2 separate regions of the Gossypium arboreum genome follow, and region 2 is linked to region 1. A link is a contact called in public Hi-C data. All regions are on one chromosome and are shown on one strand. The core of a region is the stretch at or near the end of the contact, and the rest is flanking DNA. Distances in the headings are between cores, read along the strand shown. Region 1 holds the start of LOC108473009. Region 2 holds the start of LOC108472511.

Region 1 (7,606 bases), core at 1,366-3,865:
TGACCGGTTGACAGATACCATGACATTTTAATTTTTGAATTTTTATGAGAAAAAAGCTTTAGGGATTGATGAATTCGTAGAAAAATGTGAAAATCAATTTGAGGAAACTATATTTTTCTTTCCTGTACCAAATCTTGGCTGTAGTATTTTGGCATTTTTTATTTTTTATTTTTTGATGAAAGAAAAAACCGAAATAAGTCACTCTAATAGTAGGAAAAAACTAATAGTACAAGGACCTCTGGTAAAATTGACCCTTGTTTTTCTTCTTGTTTTGAAGATATATCCGATAACGTGGATTCTTTGTTTAGTTTTGGTTCCTTCGAGACCATCAATCTTGCTTTTTCTGTATCAGAAAATCTGTACCTGAAATAAAATCATGAAAAAAAAGAGTGGTAACACGTTTTGAAACTCTTGTTAAGGAAAACGGCAAAACCAGATTGGGTTTGGGAGATTCTTTGAGTAACTGAAAGCTTTGTGCGAGAAGTGAAAACTAAAGAGAATGGGTCAAATATCTCAACATGAAAATCTTTTTTGTTGTTTTTTTCTCTTTTTTGAAGTACAAAAGCCAGAATCCAAAGCGGTGGCCCTTTTTATTTGATGATTATCTTCGGGTTTTTTACCCCAATATTATAAAAAAAAATTTATACATTAAAATAGGTTGTCAGTCAGATTAATTACAAAAATAGTATACTTTTTGGAGTTGTGACTACCTGACAGGCACAACCTATTATTTTATTATTATTATTATTTTTTTGTTTTAAAAAATTATTATTATATTATTTTTAATATTTATATTAATATATAGATAAAAATATGGGTTTTACGGATAAAAAATACCCAAAGCGGTCGAGCATCGGTCAGTAGGCACGACTAGTCATGCTGAGTGTAGGCACAACACCCTGCACATTTCCTTTTCTTTCTTTGCATTTTACAAAAATTGATCTTATATCATTTTGGTCCTCTACTAGGCCTAAAATTAAAATTCAATCTTTATACTTGAATTTCTACAATAATATTTGGTTCTATTTTTATAATTTTTTCCAAATAATTAATATTGTTAATTACTCGATAAAATTTTTGACGTGTTTTTTAAATAAAAATTAGTTTAACAAAATAATGATATGTTAAGTTAGAATAAGTTTTAAATAATAAAATTTCTAACAAACTTGTATTAAAATTTTGTTAATTACTCTATAAAATTTTTGATTAGTTTAACAAAACAATGATATGTTAAGTTGAATAAGTTTTAAATAATAAAATTTCTAACAAAATTGTATTAAAATTTTTGTTAATTACTCGATAAAATTTTGGCGTGTTTTTTAAACAAAATATTAGTTTAACAAAACAATGATATGTTAAGTTGGAATACATTTTGTTAGAAATTTTATTATTTAAAACTTATTACAAACTTAACATATCATTATTTTGTTAAACTAATATTTTGTTTAAAAAACACGTTAAAAACTTTAACAGAGTAATTAACAATATTAATTATTTGGAAAAAATTATAAAAATAGGACCAAATATTATTGTAGAAATTCAAGTATAAAGATTAAATTTTAATTTTAGGCCTAGTAGAGGGACCAAAAGTGATATAAGACCAATTTTTGTAAAATGCAAAGAAAGAAAAGGAAATGTGTAGGTGTTGTGCCTCTGTTAGGCACGACTAGTCGTGCTTACCGATGTGCTCGATTGTTTCAAGTATTTTTATCCGTATAAAACTCATATTTTTATCCATATATTAATATAAATATTAAAAATAATATAATAATAATTTTTAAAACAAAAAATAATAATAATAAATAATAGGTTGTGCCTGCAGTAGGCACAACCTCAAAAAGTATACCATTTTCGTAATTAATCTGACTGACAACCTATTTTGGTGTATAAATTTTTTTTTTATAATATTGGGGTAAAAAACCCATTATCTTCTTTTAGACTATTCTCCAACAAAAACCCCCAAAACCCGGAATCTGACTCTAAAAGGAGACCCAAAATAATTTTTGATAGAGTAAATTAGTCGATTTTTGAAGATAATGGAAAATAGGCTCAATTTTATTTAAAGAAATTGATTGATTTTAAAGATAAAATAATTTTGATAGAGTAAATTAGTCGATTTTTGAAGATAATGGAAAATAGGCTCAATTTTATTTAAAGAAATTGATTGATTTTAAAGATAGAAATAGAAAATATGTTTTGTATACGTATTTGAAAAATAATAGTTAATCTCTCAAGTTATTAAATAAAAGTGTTTTGCAGAATGCATTTTCAAGAAGTCAACAAATTTTTTTATTTTTCTATAAAATAGGTATATTTTTAAAATATTGAAAGGGGTTAAATTTCTAATTATTTTTTAAATACAGTATTTTCTTAAAAAAAACACACACACAGAGCATAATCTGTGTGTGTTCTTGTTATTTTGCAGAAAAGCAACCACCCTATATGTTTAACCATTTCAGGTTCATTCTTTCCTTTTTTTTTGCTACCTTAGTTTAGACACTAGACTGTTATTGGTGTTGACCCTTTCCTATGAAAGTAACCAGCTATAGTGATGTTGACCCTAGCCTTTGTTGGTGTCTTACACCGGGTGCAATCAACCATGTAACGCCCCCTCAGTAACCTGTTACAAATTTTCAAAATGTGATCACATAAAAAACCAACTATGGTAGCTTTAATGGTTATTAACTTTGTTAACTATTAACATTTTGCACCAATAATCTCTGAGATGCTACCTCCTTTTCACAGCTCCCTTCTTGTCAACACTGAAAAAGCTGAGTTGTCTGAGTTTTTCTTCTCTTTTTTTCCTCTTTAAATTTTGCTTTGTCGGGTACTAAGAATGATTTAGAGCTATTATTATCACTATTCTTATTCATGCCCCAGTATTTCTTCATAACCATCTCGCCATTGTTACCAACAAAAAAGCTAAGAGAAAGAATTAGTTGCAGAAACCACAAGTGTAGCTTCTTGTTTCCCGGGGCAGCGCCGCTTTGTTCTTGTTCCTCGTGCGTGTCCAACCCATATCTCGATAAGCCATTTGGTTTTCGTTCCTGGATTATATTTGATTCGATGTTCTTTTTGTTTCACCTTTTCTTCAACCGCCAGTTTCTCTCTTTATGTTTACACTTGATAGTTGATACCCTCTTTTTATTACCGTAAAGTAAGAGTTGCAGGGGATAAATTTTAAACTACGTCAAAATTGACTACTAAAGTGTTGAGCAACCCACGATCACAGGGAAGTCGGTGATGGTTTTTGAATTGTGTTGTTTGCTTTGCATTGAACCCAAGGTACATTCAAGTTTTCGTCTTGGATTTTTTTTTTTAACTAATTGATTATTGCAAGCATTTCCGGGTCCGGGCATCATATCCTTTTTTTAATGTTATAATTTTGTATTGGGATCCTTATTGGTGGTCTGCTGGACCAGAAGTTGGTTCCTCGTATCTATCCATGTTTTTAGAATTGTATATTCATATGTTGAATTGCTGGGTTCCAATCCCATTATTTTACATAATCAACAGAGTAAAAATCGGTCCGTGAATTGGGGGCTTTGAAAGGTATTAAAGGGGGTTCTAGGAAAGTCGTTGAGTTGCATAGAGCTGGTTTTCATGTGGAACATTGGTCTTAACTCTTAAGACATGCTGAGCTCTTATGAGGGAGAAAATGATGTGTTCTTTGATTCCTTGGATTGCTTGTTGGTTGAAGAATCACTTGTTGCGAAACATGGATTAGAGTATGAAATTTGGTTTAATGAGCTGCAAAGTGTGAAGGAGCGACGTGCAAGTTTTCTGCGATCCATGGATCTGGTTGAGTTTACAGAGCCATCAAGGATAAAGGATGTGAAGAGGATCACAGAGTGCAGTGGTGCCGTCCCAAGTTGTTCATTTTTATCTGTCAACAATGGCGAAGGAAGTATTGCTTGTTGCGAGAGAGAAATGACTTGTCAAGCTATTCCTTCGGTTGATGAATCAGAACTAGGACAGAGCTTTGCTCTCGACATTGAGAATGAGACACTTTCCCCTACTAAAGGATGTGAACAAAAGGAAGCTCAAGCATACTTGGATGAATGTGAAATTAATACCAAAAAATTCAAGAAATGGTGGAAACACTTTTTGAGCACGAGGAAAGGAGGAGAAACCAAACGTGCATCTAAGGTATCGAAACATGACATCAAAGTGCATAAGTTGAACAAAATGATGGTTCAGCCCAACAAGAACGGATGCATGGAGTCTACAGCAATTTTTATGGGACAAGAAATACAGGCTCACACCGGCTTCATCTGGACAATGAAGTTTAGCCCGGATGGTCAGTATTTGGCAACCGGCGGTGAAGACGGAGTAGTACGGATATGGCGAGTCACATCAACAGATGCCTCTAGTAAACCTTTCAATGCTGAGGGCGGTTTGGTTAGAAAGATGAACAAAAGAAAGTTCGGTTTTGGCAGAAAAAAGTTGATCCCATCACCAGTTGTTGTCCCTAATAAGATTTTTCAGATTGAGGAGTTACCAATGCAAGAGTTTCATGGCCATGGCTGTGATGTTTTAGATGTTGCATGGTCCAATGCAAATGTGAGCCGATCCTGCAGAAACCTTCTAGTGTATCTGTTTATACTTCAATTCAATGCTCTTTAGACCCCTGTTTTAGCTTTTTTGCTATACTGAATCAACTTTTATTTTTTGCAGTTTCTTGTTTCTTCTTCCATGGACAAAACTGTTCGTCTGTGGCAAGTTGGCTGCAATCAATGTCTAAATGTTTTTTATCATAATAATTACGGTAACTATGGAAGGACTCGATTTCTTGTCTCCTCTGAAATAAATAATGCCATGGTCTAAATTCTGACCATGCTTTTTCTTCGGATGGAAACAGTCACATGCATTCAGTTCAATCCCATTGATGACAATTACTTCATCAGCGGTTCAATAGATGGAAAAGTTAGGATCTGGGGAGTCGCCGAGAAACGAGTTGTACATTGGGTGGACATGCGGGACATTATAACTGCCATATGTTACCGGCCAGATGGGAAGGTACACGCAGTTCTGAATACTCTAATCATTGTTCATCTGCTAAACAAGATTGTTTTGGATTTCGTAACTTTTTAAAATGGTAATCATTTCATGTCCTTTCATTATTCTAGCAGGAATTTGTGGTTGGTTCCATTGCGGGCACTTGCCGCTTTTATGAAGCATCAGGTAATAAGTTATCGCCAATCAGAGTTGTATTATACTACTTGTAGTTGTTCAGTAATCGTTTTCTTGTTCTGGTACAGCACCGAGTGTATTTTCATTTATTTTTTTTCTGTGCAATAGGCATCGGTGTCAATTTGGAGGCAGAGATTCATATTCATGGCAGAAAGAAAACCTCTGGCAACAAAATTACAAGTATTCAGGTTTTGCACTAAAGCCATTGGTGCCATATATATGTCGCTTATCACACTAATATTTTCATTTCAGTACTAATTAGTTTCATTCCAACCTGCAGTTCTCCCGGGATGAATCACGCAAAGTTCTGATAACATGTGAAGATTCTAAACTCAGAATATTCGATGGCATAGACGTAGTTCGTAAATTTAAAGGTATGGTGGATTCAATGTCATAAAACTCCTTTCTAAACATCCATCGAAGATAAAGCAGAATAGGTCAAGCATTGAATAGTAAATATTATCATGACTTGAGCACTACGCTTGGAGTTGAAGGCTATGTAGTTCTTTTTTATGGTTTTGTGCATGTGTTGCCTGCCTATGCTTTAATATATGTGATTATCTCTAATATTTGTCTTGAATCCTTGCAGCGCTGCCAAAGTCAGGAAGTCAGATGTCGGCATCGTTTACATCAACCGGGAAACATATAATCTCAGTTGGAGAAGACTGTCGTGTTTATGTCTGGAACTACAATGACATGTGTCTCCAAACATCAAAACATGCAAAATCTGTTCGTTCTTGTGAGCACTTCTTTTGCCAGGATGTGTCTGTCGCAATACCTTGGTTAGGCCAGGGTCCAGATCAGAGGCACTCGGCACGAGCACCAAGAGAAGGTCGAATGGAGGGTGGTTCCTGGATCAGAGATTCAGAACAGTTCTCCATTGGTAACTGGTTCTCCATTGATGGGTCTGGGTCATCCAAGGGCTCCGCCACATGGCCTGAAGAAAAGCTTCCTTTGTGGGATGCAACAGTTGTGGAGCGTGAGAGTTACACGTATGACCAGCAGCAACTCTGTCACACTGGTGCCAACGACCACATGAGCCTTCCGGAAACATGGGGACTCGTGATTGTTGCAGGCGGATGGAATGGAACAATCAAGACATTCCATAACTATGGATTGCCCGTTAGGCTATAGAAGTTTGGATTCTGTCAGTACAGGTTCATGAAAGCCACTCTTTTTTTGTGGTGAACTTGTGTTAGATCTGGACTGTCCTAGTGTAAGCTCAGTCAGCAGTTGCTTTGAAGTTACCAATATCCAACAATTTTCTTAGTTCGTGACATTATGAATCAATTAGACCAACACTTAGCTTCATAGTTAATGCTAATCTAAATAGATGTACATGGAAAGCTTCATAGTTAATGCTAATCTAAATAGATGTACATGGAAACACGTGTAGTATATTTCCTTACAATTTAGCTGAAAACATATATTTATATAACTATAGAAAAAAAAATCAATTTATGTCATTCGTGCCTGCATGCGTTGTGGATATATTGGATATACTATAATTCAGGCAAATTTTGTATTTTTTTATAATTTTGAAATTTTAGTTTCAATTCAATAGTAGTTAAATTTATTTAGTCAAATGTTACCATTAGTCTTGTGTTATGCATAAATTGTGAATTTAATCCCTATTTTCCTATTTGATCATTTTTACTTGAATGGTATTGTTAAATTCATGGTGGCATTTATTTAAAAATCCCCTTTGGGTAAGATCTTATAGGATCCTTTTAAATTAAGGCTGAAGTTAAAAGGAAGAAAAAGTAACACGCATGAACCATTGGTGAGGCTACTTCAAATTTTTATAGATAATTGTGTTATTACCATTCCACCAATTCATCCGGTTCCAACTACAAGCAAGGGAATTTTCAATGAAGCTTCAACTGAAAGAAATACCATTTTCTTTCTATATTGTAGTAGAGTTATATGGAAAAATTATACCTAAACCCTAAAAACCATTGTAAACAAGAACCAAATTTGACTAAGTCCATCAGTGTAACAGCCCATTCGACGAAGTCCTAGCATTCGGTTACTATTTATTGAAATTTGGTATTTAAAGTAAATTCTGAGTGGGTAAGGCATTAAATTTGACTAAGCATAAGATTCTATGAATGCGCCAATTAACAAATCTTGTGTTCGGCGAACTCCGTTGTGGAGTATACGCCACCCTAGTTATTTAGGTGTTTAATTTAAGTTCGTAATTTGATGGAATTATCTATTATTATGGTAAGGTGATTTAGTTAGTCTAATGAGAGTTGGTTAGAATGGAACTAAGTTACTGTAGTCGATAAGACTAAAATTATGGTGAGTATTTAGTCACAGTTATTGAGGGAGGGTTAGTTGGATAATTTGACTTTTCCACTAAACCTTGCTTCCATGTTTAGTTGTATAAAGTTAGTACTGACTTCTTGGA
Region 2 (7,606 bases), core at 3,046-5,545, 140 kb before region 1:
ATTTAATGGTTTAGTCAAATTTTCCATTCAAAATAAAGCAAATTAACTAAAAGGTAAATTACATCAATAGTCGCTCAACTTTGAAGTAGCTAACAAAACAATCACTTAACTTTCGAAAAATAACAAAATAATCACCACTAACCCTTTTTCATTACAGACGTAACGGAGCTACAGTTTTCTATTACAAACTTAATGGAACTGCTATTTTCCATCCCTTATCACTGCTCTCCCATCCCTCTCCCTCTTCCCCACCATTGTTAAATCTTCCCTTCATATTCTTATCTTTTACTTTCAGGGCCTTTAACAGAGTTACTTTGAATATGTTGATATTCAAATTCAATGCCATTAAGAGCAACACCCTCTCTCAGCTTCATAAGGTAATTATTAACATCTCTTCTCAGTCCTTTTTGTTTGAGGCCTGGGTTATCCCTATCTCTATTTTTTGAGGCTGTGAGAGGTTTACTATTCCATTGGCATTCACTTGGTTTAATTAGCGCATTAGGTGAATGACCCAATGGCTGAAGCCCTTGTTTTGGGGTTTAATTTTCTGTGTTTTTGTATGATGGAGCTTCTGTTACCTTTTCACTTGCTATTTTAGGGCTTTCCTTCCTTCCTTTGGGTATAGCCTTGCCTGAACAGGAAAAAAAAATCTATTATCACTCTGTTTCAGATCTAGGAACCCTTTTTTTTTCTCCTTCATTTGTTTTCCCATAAACATGTTGAGAGATCTAACGTTGATGACGAGGCTCAGCTTAAAGAAGTCTGAAATCACCCTCGTCATCACTTGCGCCTTCCCAGATTTCGTCCGACTTTGGTGTTTACTTTATTTATTTCTCGATTTTTGCAGTCTGGACTTGCTTCTCCCAAAAAATTGAAGGGTGACAAGTTCACCAAAGCAATGTTGGCTTTTGCCTTGCCCTGCTTGCTGCTGATGATTCAACCAATACAAGGGGCTGCCAAAACCCCAACATTACAGTATGGAACATTTGAGAGGAGCAATAATGCTCCTTTGACACACTCCACCTATTAATGTCGAAAACGGTTGAAAGTGTTGAAAACTGCCAGTGGGTGAAATGAAAATCCATGTTAATGTTCATCCATTTTCACTTCAATATTTTCCCCTGATGTTGAAAGTGTTGATATAGAGGAACTCCAGTTGAAGCTGTTGCCAATGTTACAATGGCAGAAGGAATTTTGAACCACAAAGAGCCAGGTACCGAGGCCATAGCTGCTGGGATTGCCACTTGGTTCTCGAACAAGACTGAGTCCAATAGCAATACATATGGTGGGGAAGAGGGAGAGGGATGGGAAAGTAGTGATAGGAGGATGGAAAACGTAGCTCCGTTAAGTTTGTAATAAAAAACAGTAGCTCCATTACATTTGTAACGGAAAAGGGCTAGACCGTTTTATTATTTTTCGAAAGTTGAGTGACTGCTGGTATAATTTAACCCTTAACTAAATTTTAAAAATTGAGCATCAAAGTGATAAGAAAAATTAGGATTGACAAAATGAATAAAAGTTAAAAAAAAGTAAATTTTAAGACATAATTTCCTTATTTATATAAAAGAATTTTTTTCAGTCAAAATTTCTATTTACTATAAATTACAAGCCAGCAATAGAGAGAAAAAAAAAATGAAGAAAGTTAGAGATACGGAGTTTACATATCATTTCCAAGTGATCAGATTTGAGTTGGTTCCTCAGTCCTGGCTTGTATTTCACAAATACTTCAAGCTTGGGTAGAAGTTGATATGGGGCTTAGATAGCTCCAGAAATACAGATAAATGTGTATCCTTGCACCTGGAATCTCTTTTAGGATAACCATTGAATTCCTGTATATAATAGCCAAATAAAATATATAGAACACCAAACGTAATAACATATTATACAGAATTAAAATAAAACTCCATTCTAAAGGGTAGCAATCAACCTTTAATGGCCAAGTAATGGTCCCCAGTCTGGTCGAACACAAATAACTTAAAATCGACATTAACTTACCAATTAAGAGAGATATTGTTTGTGTTTTCAATTTCCAATTATAAGGAGATGTAACCATTTCCATTTCTCTTTTGTTTCCACTCGGATAAAGTACCAATCTCCTGTTACAATACATATATAAAATACTAATGGAATTAGATAGTGATGCAATTATATGAAAGTTTAATAAGTTTCAGCACTCACCATTGGTGACCTCCAGCTTGAAATGTATTAAATTTATACTTTCCCGCCTTCGCCTCAACCAATAAAGAGAATGCATGACTATTTTTGAACAAGTAATGACTTGGTGGATGACCCCATTTCGTTCTTGTTATTCTTGTAAATTAACTATAAAACTCACTTTAAATCAACTGAGAAAAGCTTTGGGTAAATAGAGACCAATTATATTCTGATAAAACCACCTAGAATCTTTGGTATTAGAAAACAACCAAAATAGAGCAACAAAACAAGCCCATGTGAGACGTCTTGAGTGTGATCTTCCATGGTAATTGAGGATATCTAATAATAGTTTGATTGACTTGACCTTGTTTTCATTGAAGAGTTTATATAAAAGAAGAATATAATAAAAATCTACATAGGAAGAGAGACAGTTGAGATTCTGGTTTTCCTTGCAAGTGCATGCACCGTACTAATACTGGACTTAATTCTTCTTTAGATATTTTGGAATTTAAGATGTAAATGGAAGTATTTTGCAAGAAGGATGGTTTTTGTCGTATACGATGAAAAGTTCAATGGATGAGATTTTGGCGTCTCGTAATAAGATCATAAATGGGGAATGGCCTCGGTAAACATGCAAAGTTACTTGAAACACTCTACTATATAATGTTGTGCATTATAAAATACTGTTGGGGTCTTAACTGTCCAATACTTTAATGTTACACTCTCCAAACATCTCTTAGGACAGTATGTTAGGACAACATCTTACATTCATTGTTCAAACATCACTTTGGACAGGTTGTTGGGACAACACTTGAGATGGTTGTTAAGGACAGTTTAAGAGCAGTTGCGGGATGGTGTTCTTGGCTTAGTCCATGGCATGATACTCAGCCGGCAAATGATTCTCAGATGGAGGAGGAAGGATCGGCATATCCTTATCTTTAATCCTTTACAGACAAAGCTGACTGATTTTACTTGGATATGGAATCCTTTATTCGAAATTCAAAATGGAAGTCATTTTGCTTCGATTCAAATGTTTTGCTCATAAATAGATAACACTTATGTATGTCGAGATAACATAATTTGGTTTTACTTGAGTTTCTTGTGCTAGTAACTATTTTGTACTTATATAGGCTTTCTTAGAGTTTAAAAACTATTGTAGATGAGTAATTGTAACAAGTCAGAGATTTCAATTCATCTTCCTTGAAAAAATGGTCTGAATTCCCGCATCAAATATCAACCTGCAGATGTGAGTTTCAGAAGCTAAGCAACTAAGATCAATTTTCATTCACCGAGGAGTTGTTAGGAAAGGGGATTTAGAATCCGAGCTTGGAACAGCCAAATAACTCACTCATACTACAACAAGCAATTTGCTAGTGCAAATTTCATAAAATCCCACATGGATTAAGACCAAAACAACTTTCCAGATTCATCACAACATTTAAAAACACCCAACCAGAAGCACAGCCAGAAGCTGTCTGATTTTAGCTAAACATACATAATACTACTATTATGCTACCTACTAATTAACTAAACACGACCATCAAATAAACTTTCTAACTTCACTTTCCCACCTTTCAAAAGGCTTTCAATCTCTTTAGGAGGGTTTAGCCCCATTCTTTGAGCTCTTTCCCACCGATCCAGCCGCGTTATCCCCATACACGGCCCGTATGCCATGTTCATATCAAATTGCCTTAACACTTGCTCTTGTTCATCAAAATCATCTGTTCCCCTCAAAGAAAAGAAACAATAATTTTAGCTTTTTGTAAATATCCATTTCCAGAAAGAAAAGGAAAAAAGAGTGACCTTTGAGATCGAGTGAACCGCCATGAGAAACAAGAGCAGGGGGTTGGGTGATTTCGGAACCGAAAGTAGCGGCGTGTTTGGGAGATGGGCTTTTAGTTGATTTTTTTCCGGTAGAGGTAGTGCCGTTCTTCTTCTGCCTGTAGAAAACATTCATGTTCTTCGATGTTGTTGCCATTTTTCTCGATTCTTCTCCTCTCCCAAAGCTTCTGTTTAAATTCAAATTTTAAAAATTGATTTCCGGATTGCTTCTTGGTTATGGTATTTATGGTGTAGGCAATACTTTACATTTCCAAATTCTGTATTCCAATACTGATTCGTGGGCTAGGACTGGTTTCTTTTTTCTTCAAATGGGCCTAATGGCATAATAAAAGGTGGCCCTGATTTGTGAGCAAAATTAAAAGGGTAAACTACAAAAATAGTCACCCAATTATGTCATTAGTTTTTTTTGTCACTCAACTATTGATTTTTCAATTTAGTCAATCAACTTTTTGAAATCAAATATTTTAGTAAGTTCACCCGATTCCACAAAACAATATCTACAAGGAAAAATACACGAGTAAGCTTCAATAGAGCTTAGTAAGTTCACAGGTCGAAATGATAAAATTTACCGTATAAACATAGTAAATCATATAATAACAATGTTAATAAACATTAATCCTGTCAACCACAACTAATCAACATGTGAGCTTTGTATATATATATATATAAGTTGCCTAATCTAATCAATCATACAAGATTATTCAATATCAAGTCACGCTATAACATTGAAAAATCATGTAAGCGTTTGTATAATTCAAAAACTAGTCATTTAACCATTGAAAATCTTCCCAATGAATGATATAAACAGATGCAGATATGCAGTTATCCATCCAAGACATGTTAGAAAGCTCAAACGAGCTAAACTAACTGAGAACAAGCCTAGGCACCAAGTGCCTAGACCGTAGGCTTTACATCCTTCCCCAGTAACACATTAGAATCACTGTAAATTTAACACGATAGTCCACAACAAATGCTTGACTCTAGTATATTCAATGGATAATAACAAGTCAAGAGTCATTATCTCATCACAATTCAATCCCATACAGCACGCAATATAACCTATTGTCATGCCAATTGTATCCTATCCTATGTTCATCTGGGCTCGATACATAAAACCTCATAATACCTTACAAATCAATTACATTTCCCATCTTGAATAAACTTTATGAATAATACATTGTATATATACAATTTTTAAACAAATCATAATTTACAAGTCAATATAACATTGCAAATTATACTAAATTAAACCGTATGAACTTACCAGGGCTAAAATGCAAAAATAGCCAAATTCAGGGACAATTTAGTAACTTTTCCTTTTTCACGATTATCTACTGGTTCTTGATCTATAAAGTAGTTTATTTCAATTTATTAGCTTCAACTTCATGTAATATTTAATTTAATACAAATGTCTTCCTATTTATAATTTTTCACAATTGCCCTAAACTTTTACACTTTAATCAATTTGGTCCCTAAGACTAAAACAAGATTATTTTCTCAATTAATCCCTATATCCATGTGTCGAATTCATTAACACCCAAAAATAGTCCTTACATGCTGAAATTTTCCACGAAAACCATGTCTAATTTAACTTATTTTCACTTTAATCCCTAAACATGAAAACTAATCAAAATTCTTTACAAACTAGACCAAAATCATCATCAAGCTTCAAGCTCAAGAGTAAACATCAAGAAAACTTCAAGGAAATTAATGGAAAACTTTATAAACTTTGAAAGTTTTGCAAAATAACCCCTATTCTAGTTAGATATCAATACAATGATCACAAAAATACAAAATTCACTAAAAATTGACCAAGAGAACACTTACATACAAGCATAGAGACAATACCGAAGCTTGTAGGTTTAGCAACAAGGTTGTTCGGTTGAAAAATGGGAGAATGAAGAAGATGAATGTCACTTTCTTTTGCTTTTATTATTTTATCTTTTGTTTAGTTTAACAAAAATATTATAAGGCACTAAATTTTAATTCTTTTCTTCCACTAATTGTGCATATTACTAAGTTATGCTTTAATTACAACATAAATCCTCCAACTTTAACCATTTAGGCCATTTAGCTAAGAAAAGAAAAAAATCAATAGCAAGAAACTTTTCCAACTTTTACGATTTAATCCTTTTTCATTAATTAACTAACCAAACGTCAAAACTTCTAAACGATATCTTAATATGACACGAATGACTTCATAAATATTACATAATTAATATTATGGACTCACATGTCGGAATTGTGGTCCCAAAACCACTATTTCTGACACCACTAGAAATGGGCTATTACATTTTACCATTATATCTTTTCATTTACAAACATAGGCTAGCTTACTATCGTAGAAAGCCATATGTAAGTCTAGAATACTTACCTCGGGCGAGGAAACCATCCTATACATTAATTCTGATCCTTAGTTTTAGCTTAACAAGAAATTCTGGATCAACTTCTAGAGCTAGGCATCACTGGCTGTTACCGAATAGAAGGGAGAAGATAACGTATTTCCTTCTAAACTAAGTTACAATACCTTATAGAGAAAACCCATGCTCTTCTAGTAGAACTTGACACGCGTCATTAATTTTCAAGGTTGCTCTTATTAGTGGCTTATAGTTGTAGAGAAGCGTATACTAAAATCTAAAATCTTTTCATATCTTTGATTTGACCCATCGTTCCATCTAACTATCTTGTTCATACGTAACTTATACCTTAACTGGAAAGACTGGGCGTACCTTAACTTGGCAACCTCTTCTTATAACTCAAAAATCTTTAATATCTTTTCCAATCTTTCCGTTTTCACCATCATACACTTTTAGAGGTCGTTCCATTCCTTACATCCTATCATTGCCTATATGCCCTATTAGTGTGCAAGAAATGACATCTTGGCGTATAGGACCACGCCCATCAGATTTTCTTTGGGGCACTGTCCAGACTCAGGACTCGCCAATTTTGGGTGTTACAATGTTAGTAGAATGAAGGACAATTAGGTTGATGACTAGTTTTATATTTAACGTCCCCCTACCCGAGACCGTTGCCGGAGTCAAGCAGGAGACATTACAAAACTTATCTTAGCACTTAAACAGTTTTCGTAGTAAACTATCCATCTGCGTCACGGTCGCTAAAAAAATCATATCTCGAGTTACGAAACTCGAAATCCAATTCCGTAAATTTTACCTGAAACTAGACTCATATATCTACTTACTAAGTTTTTTCTAGAATTTTTGGTCAGGCCAATTAGTACAGTTTATTAGAAAAATTCTCCCCTGTTTCAGGGTTCGGCTACTCTGACCCTTGTGCACTACGAATCAAATTTCTTCCTGTACAGAAATCCAATGACTATGCCATTTGTTTCAATTAAAAATAGACTCAATAAGAAATCCATACATATAAAGTTTGAGTCCTAATTCTTAATACACAATTTATTGTGAATTTCTAAAGTCAAAATAGGGAATCTAGAAATTTCTCTAACCCTGTTTCACCAAAACGTAAATATCTCATAAAATACAACTCTTTTACGTATTTTGTTTCTTCCATATAAAAATAGATTCATTAAGCTTCAATTAAATATTTTATTCATCATCTAATTCACTTTATACTATTTTTGGTATATTTT

What was found. Hi-C and Micro-C count contacts between places; a contact is called where the count stands out from the background.
Region 2: a Hi-C map of leaf shows a contact between it and region 1, with 4 times the contacts expected there. The contact joins the promoter of LOC108472511 here to the promoter of LOC108473009 in region 1. A contact is called at or near these places in 2 of 5 Hi-C or Micro-C datasets (both in leaf).

The regions. Positions count from the first base shown.
Region 1 is chr11:90,672,366-90,679,971 of ASM2569848v2, reverse strand. LOC108473009 reads left to right here and starts at 2,615. Exons shown (of 8, transcript XM_053022304.1): 1 at 2,615-3,285; 2 at 3,517-4,563; 3 at 4,678-4,768; 4 at 4,862-5,019; 5 at 5,133-5,184; 6 at 5,302-5,381; 7 at 5,474-5,567; 8 at 5,783-6,580. The coding sequence starts at 3,634. The coding sequence ends at 6,327.
Region 2 is chr11:90,814,764-90,822,369 of ASM2569848v2, reverse strand. LOC108472511 reads right to left here and starts at 4,295. Exons shown (of 2, transcript XM_017774049.2): 1 at 3,958-4,295; 2 at 3,535-3,875. The coding sequence starts at 4,132. The coding sequence ends at 3,682. It overlaps LOC108473176 (a long non-coding RNA gene), which reads left to right and starts at 187. Exons shown (of 2, transcript XR_001869675.2): 1 at 187-377; 2 at 848-1,477.